2 separate regions of the Mus musculus genome follow, and region 2 is linked to region 1. The links are chromatin contacts, called in public HiChIP or PLAC-seq maps. All regions are on one chromosome and are shown on one strand. Each heading gives the region's core, a stretch centred on a gene start, on an enhancer-like site or on the middle of the called end of the contact. The rest is flanking DNA. Distances are from core to core; before and after follow the strand shown. Region 1 overlaps Cfap20dc (CFAP20 domain containing). Region 2 has its middle 130 kb from the start of Gm41097.

Region 1 (3,389 bases), core at 259-2,758:
ATAAGATTTTTATTAATATTCAGTTAAAAGTATAATATCACTGTTACCTTATTTCTTGTATTTACATTTCACGTCATTTGGGTGGGCTTTTATTATTCTTAGGTAGCTTCGCATTCTGTTTTATGATACATTCTTTCCAGCACGAGCTTTGCATACAGATGGAAATGTTGGGAATCTGGATTGGGCTGATTTTTTTTTTCATTCTGTTATGTGATTGATCTGGTCAGTGAACAAGAAATTCTTCGAGGCCATCCATCACTCCAGGCAGCCGCTGAGCTAAACCTTCTAACTCACTGCTTCCAGTCAGTCATGCAAGATTCGGGTTATAAATATTGAATGCACAAACAACTGTTTAAATTAGCTCTCCTATCTGTTTTATGCAATTTCAGGAGATGAGCAAGCTGATATGTTGTTTAGCAGCAAGAAATAGAAAACAGTGAATTCAGCACCACCCTTCCATACATCACAGAACTCGTCCTGTTGGCAAATATTTGGATCAAATTAATTCTTATTACCTTGAGTTAAATTAGAATTAAGGCCACCAAGCATGGAGTTTATGTAGCATTTTTTTTTTTTTGGATTTTATAGTTGAACAGTAGGACTGTTAGTAAATTTAGCAATCTGTCATATATATAGTAGCCAATTGTTAAATACTTCTGTGAATTTTGTTACCTCGTTACAGTAACAAAAACAGGGCAGTATTTGGAAAATATTTGGGCAGGAAGGGAAATAGCAGCAGCTGGTTTGTCCGCACCGTTGTGGTGAGCATGCAGAGTCCTGGCTTGTGCAGGTGCGTGTGCTTCTGTTGGAGCTGTAGCGAGCTTGCACACTTTCATTGCCAGTGATATGCACAATAGATAAAACACCAACTGTCTGCTTGGACTCCTAAAAGGCTTTTGTATGCAATCAATTTATGTAAACGTCCCAAATCTCCGTGTCTTAAACTTATTATTCAAATTATATTATGCTGAGATAATACAATTTCAAGTCAAAGATGTGTGTCTGCACCTTCTTTAGTAGCAAAAACAAACTGACTCCTGAGGAAGAAATGCTTTTTCTCACTTCCTGAGCTTGCAGGGGTTTCAGCAGTTTGGCAGTAGAATTTCAGCTTCATGGGTTAGAAGGTCAGGCTGCTGTGGCAGACACTGTTCACTGCCAATACTCATTCCCTCTTTTCTTGAAAAGTGTTGGTCTGGATAGCCATGACCCCAGCTGCTTCCGGCCATTGAAATGTAACTGAAGCTTTCTGGGCAGGGCTCGTTGCGTTGCCAGAAGCAGATTGTGTGGCTATCTCTAGCTAGCTACACCAAAGTCACGGAAGGTGAGCTAGTTCAGCTGGGTCTATGGCTGTCCTGGCCAACTCAGCCACTTGCCCCTTTAATCTGATTAGTTTGTTTGATTGGCTTTGCAGCTTTGTTCTTTCCTCCAGAGACCCAGGGCGGAGCTCTGGAACACGGGACCAAACACTAGGAGTCTCCTGCTGTCCTGGAGGCTGCAGACTGCCTTGAACTGCATCTGCCCAGATTTGAGAGAGTCAGCCTCATTCTCATCCCAACTATGATTCCTGATGTTCTTGGAGGCTGACACTTTCCCAAGGATGGACTACTTCTCTTCCACCGTTAATTATCACAGTCTTTTTGATATTGTCCATGTGTTTTCTTTTAAAACACAGCCTACAGTGGAATTTTAAAATCAGAGTTTACCTGTCCTTATGTGGAAATGAGCTAAGCCTTGTCACTTACAAATGAGTACTATGAATTACTAATAAGTATTTATGATGATGAAAATCACATCCGTGGGGAAGTCAGGAAAGTTTCTTCATCTCTGTGGTCTCATCTCTCAAATCTTACTTCTTTTCTTTCTTGGCCCATCCCAGCCTTCCTCACTGTTCAGTGCTCCTAGCCCAGGGAAGGAGACCAGTTTCTAAACAGTGTGGCAACGTGGTTGCTCCAGAGGTATTGCCAAGCAAGCAGAGCTGCTTCATCACTTCCTGGCCTGAACGGTTCCAAGGATCTGTGATGCGGTGCTCTCAGGGTTCTTCAGTCTAGCTCAGATCGTTGTGTCCAGCCAAATCTCCTGCCCACTCCTTTCCCCTATCTGTCTCCTGTAGAGCCCAGACTGTCTATAAGACTGTTGGACTATGAGCTGGACATGGTGGCACATGCCTTTAATCTCAGCACTCCGGAGGCAGAAGCAGGCGGATTTCTGAGTTCGAGGCCAGCCTGGTCTACAGAGTGAGTTCCAGGACAGCCAGGGCTATACAGAGAAACCCTGTCTCAAAAAAAACCAAGAAGGAAAAAAAAAAAAAAGACTGTTGGACTGTTGGGTCCGCAAACTTTATAGCCTCAGGGCTCTCTCCGGCTCCTTCTTCTCTTCTGTAGCCGTTCTCTCCATCTGTGAAATGCCACTGCCTCTTTAAAACTGACTTAGGCTCTTCTTCACCCTGAACCTGGCTCTTCCATTTGAATGCAGATCTAAAGCATCTACTCTGGTTTCTATAGCATTCTCTGTATGTTCTGTAACAGCATTTATTCAGTTGATTCATAGTCATTTACAGGTCTGCCTTTTCTAGTAGACTGTGACATCCACATAGAGATGAACTGTGTTTTAATTTTCTACTCTGGTATCTAAGTCAGCATTTGGAAAAAAATAACTATTCAGAATTTGAAGGATATTTTATTTTCTAACAAGAAAACAAGCTTGTTTGTTTTTCCTTATCTTTTCTTTTTTTCTAGAAATACTTGTTTCAGATTATTGTCTTTTTTTTTGTTTTTAGAAATGCTTGTAGAAATACATTTTTAGAAAAAAGGGAAAGTAATTTTAAGTTGTCATTACTCGTTCACTGAGTACTAAGAGTACGTGATTATTGAATGCTACCCTGAGAATAACATGTACCCTTGTTCATCAGTTACTCAACAGTTGCCCACCCAGGTCACTGCTGCACACACTTTCATCAACCCACCATTGTGGTTTCCTTACATCCATATGTGTTTCAAATGATTCATGTAGCATGCGTGTGCAAAGGTGCCCCAGAGTTCCCACAGGGATTGGTTCTAGGACTCTTCAGATACCAAAATGTGTTTGCATACAACTTGCATGCACCTTTCCGTATATTGTGAATCATCTCTACATCACTTGTAATAGTTAATATAGTATAAGAGCTATGTAAATAGTCATGCTGTCCTGTTGTGTATGTACAATAAAGATGGTATTCCCTGCAAATATTTGAATCCACAGTTGGTCGAATCCTCTGGTATAAAACCTGTAGAGTCAGAGGACTGATCATATAAAGAAAAGTAAAACCTAAGACAAAAGGAGCTCACCTCCAGAAAAAGAATACTCCTTTCTCTTTCAGGCCACGTCTGCTCATGGTTGGGCTGAGCCTGAGC
Region 2 (3,578 bases), core at 360-2,859, 700 kb before region 1:
AGTCGTCTCTCTTTATTACCCCGCTTTCTTTACAGTAGCACTGTAAATCGGCCCAGCACAGACTGCCCATATTCCTGTCTCTCCCGTGCAGCATCTGACAGTATGTCTGTGCACCCATCATTGTTTCAGTCAGTGCCGCATCTTACCCAGAAGTGGATCATAGTCGACGAACTGTTGAGTGAGTCTTTTAAATTCCCATCTGATTATGTGGTTATGTGGTATTATGGTATATCATTCTGCCTGCTTGCTGTCACACCCTGTGCTGCTAGGAAGTGTCCATCACATTAAGGACTTACATTTAATTTGGGCTACACTGTCACAGAAAAGAAAGGCTGGGGCTCAATGAGCTTAAAAAAAAAAGACTTCTTGTTTAAAACTTTTCCTGTTTTCCTTGTAGCCTGGTGACAAAATGGAAAAGAAGAGAAATGGAAAAGAAGAGAGCATTGGCTACAGATGTCCCACTTGTAGAGCATGAGGGACATGGCAGTGTCGGCTGGATGCTGTGGGATGGCATAGGAGCCCTGCACTATCACTGGCATTTCTATTAAGTATTATAGATCTTCATACTGAAACAATCCAGAGCTACTGAAACCAGAGCAAGGCCAGGGTACAGTGCTTCACTGTGTGATTTTTTTTTTTTTTTTTTTTAAGGAAGCACAAGTTCTGAAATTTCTCTTGAGGCATCGATTGCTTTAGTTGATCTTCATACCTGCAAAAGGAAAAGAGAAAGTGTTCCTTGTTATTTGGTGGTATGTTAAGTTTAGCTTTTCCCCTTAATTACACTATGTGTTTATGATATAGAGTTAAAACAACACAGAAGCATGTAGAGAAAAATGTGGCTCGGTTCTTTCCATCACTCCCTTCTAACCTCAGTTCCCTGGGGAAATAGGGCCAATGCCTTGGCAGAAAAGCTTCAAATTCCTTTCCTATTTACAGACATCTATTTCTGTACATATACAAGTGAAGACAGATATCGGAATGTTTGGGCGTGCACACCGAGTTATAAAAGCCTAACTTTCATTGAAACAAGGCTTAGAAACACAGCACAAAGAGAGGTAAACTGAAACAAAAGGGTGGATCTCCCATTAGAAACTGGGAGCAAAGCCAAATAATGCCAAGGTGAGAGTAGTCGAGAGGTCAAAATAGCACATTATTTATCACATTCAATGCAAACATGACTCAATAAATGCCCTTTGCATATGTTGCTCCTAATGTGACCATTTCATTTAGAATAATTACATGATCATGCCGCCTCACAAGAATTTGGTCAGTAGTACCCAGGTTTAGATATTTGTGTCACACAATACATAAAAACTGAACAAATATACTGCCTTATCCATTGCTGACCCTAATATGCATATTTCATTTGATATTCTTTATACAATGTTGAATCTCTGTTACACTTTAGTTCTGAATCTTTTCCTTATATGTCCTTTCCTGTATTGCCCCTCTTACACCTAATACCTATTTGTTCTTCAAATGACCAAACATTTGTTACCATCCTTGCAAAAACTTTGATTGTTTTTGCTATTAACTTCAGGTCCTTAGAGGTTGAACTGATGAAAATGTGAAGGGACTCACGCAAACAAAGCTTTTGTTAGGAATCCTCCAAGATCAGACTGGAAGTTCTCCCAACAAAGGGATAGTGGGAGCCACACCTACCATACAAGAAAGAGTCCATCATGAAAATGTAAGAGGGATTTCATATTCAAATCACGCATATTGGACTACCATTAGGTAGTCATCAGTGTTCATGCTTTAAGATTTCAAGTAAGAAATCAAAATGTTCTCCTTGTAACCTGCAAGTTCTAAGGAAAAAGGAAATCAGCATAGTAACAAGATTTGCTACCTTGGGGCCTCCCAGTGGACTCTGGAGGCAATTAAACTCCCTGAAATGGTAAACACAATCAAGCAAATGTTCCTAGGTCATGCACTTGTTTAGGAACAAGGACATGACCTTCAGTTTGGTGCTCCAAAGGATCAAGAACTAGATCACAGAACAGAAAGACAAATGTTTAGAAAAGAGCAGGGATACATTTGCAGCCTAGTGGGTGTGGCTCTTGCCATAGACAGAAGAGTTTGAACAAGCCTGAGTTTCTACTCTATCTTCAGCAGCTTCTCAGTTAATGCTTGACATTAACACACTGCTTTTTGATATTTTTCAGTGAAAGTACATCCCTTTATTGTGGCATGGGTTTGCAGCACAGAGGGGCATAATGAAAAAGGAACAAGAAAAGAACCTCGGCCAGAGGGTTTCCATACAAATGAGGCTTTTACATCAACACATTCTCAAATCTCAGTGCACTACCCCACACTCAGTTAAACACACAAAACGGCACTGCAAACTCCTCTTATCCCTCTTTCTGTTGGTATGTGCTTCTGTAGAGCTGATATGAGTGAACCTTATAATAAAACATGCTAGACATAGGCCTTCAGCTCAGAAGATATTATCAAGAACGATTCCTGACTACAATACCCAACCCTGAAAGAAGCCCAGTGTATGGAGCTCATTATTTCTGAAACTTGACAAGCCCTAAAAAATAAATCAAGTGCTAACTTGAATTACAAGTGATTTTTCACCAAATATGGGTTTGAGTAACAGACTATGCTCTCGACAATTACAACCCCATATTGAGATGAAGTTGAACCTCACACTGTTTAGGCAGGTGTCAATTCAAATGATGGAAGCAATTACTATGTTGTAAGCTTAGAAGCAAATTCAGAATTTCCTGGGAATCACAACTGGTCTTTAGTCCCAAGCTTGTCACTTAAAGGTAGGTGACCCTGGGAAAATCAGCTGATGTGATTTTCCTCATTTGCAAAGTAAGTGGATTGGATGCTTTCTCCACTCATTCCCTTCCAGACACAGCAGTTGATAACTCAAGTGTTACTTGTAAGACACCAAAAGGGTTAGGAGATTTCTGATGGGCAGAGACGACTAAGGAAAGAAATGTATCTACATTTAAGAGCCTAATCCCTGAAAACTCATACTGGACTTTGAATATGTAAGGTAGTTCTTATGCCTTATTAGAGACATGTAGAGATATTATCTTAGGGGACTTAAAGCTCACATTTAAGCTATAGGTTTCTTTGACTTAAAGATACACAGAGACACATAAACACATACCTAAGTAAGATGGAATCAACATTCAAAAGTTATCTGGGTTTTCTTGATTTCCCAGAACCAGAAATCCCTTTTAAGAGTTGCTCTTTGTACTGGCTGTGGTGGCACACACCTTTAATCTCAGATCGAAGGAAACAGAACCAGACAGAGCTCAGTGAGTTTTATGCTTCCCTGGTCTACGTAGTGAGTTCTAGCCAACAAGAATGTATAGGAATAGATTGCTTTCAAAAAAAATCAATAAAATTTCTCTTAGTATGTAACAATTCTTAGCAGTACCCTATTATGACTGCCAGCTCCTTGCTGACAGATCCAGGTGAAAGGAGAGAGGCCCTGTCCCACCAGGATTTTTCCAAGGTTGATCAGGATGGCAAGTGTTGATGGCCCAAAAGAAACACACAGAACCAGGAGTCTTGTCAAAGCAGGAACTCAACTTTATGGCATCAGCCTCTCACTT

Evidence for each region. HiChIP or PLAC-seq counts read pairs in DNA pulled down with a chosen protein or histone mark.
Region 2: a contact with region 1 is called in an H3K27ac HiChIP or PLAC-seq map of embryonic stem cells, with 8 read pairs. The contact joins two enhancer-like sites. A contact is called at or near these places in 2 of 484 Hi-C or Micro-C datasets (both in embryonic stem cells) and 5 of 115 datasets of contacts at active chromatin or transcription factors (the NIH/3T3 cell line and embryonic stem cells).

Annotation. Positions count from the first base shown.
Region 1 is chr14:8,619,315-8,622,703 of GRCm38.p6, reverse strand. The region is part of intron 4 of Cfap20dc (CFAP20 domain containing); the gene reads left to right. Among named protein-coding and RNA genes, the nearest start is that of Cfap20dc, 45 kb to the left of the region's middle. Within about 2 kb of position 1,508, at least 21 of the 459 cell types and tissues checked have an H3K27ac peak or open chromatin away from gene starts, as enhancers often do. A contact at or near this core is called in embryonic stem cells, where this site is marked.
Region 2 is chr14:9,317,357-9,320,934 of GRCm38.p6, reverse strand. No RefSeq gene overlaps it. Among named protein-coding and RNA genes, the nearest start is that of Gm41097, 130 kb to the left of the region's middle. Within about 2 kb of position 1,609, at least 34 of the 459 cell types and tissues checked have an H3K27ac peak or open chromatin away from gene starts, as enhancers often do. A contact at or near this core is called in embryonic stem cells, where this site is marked.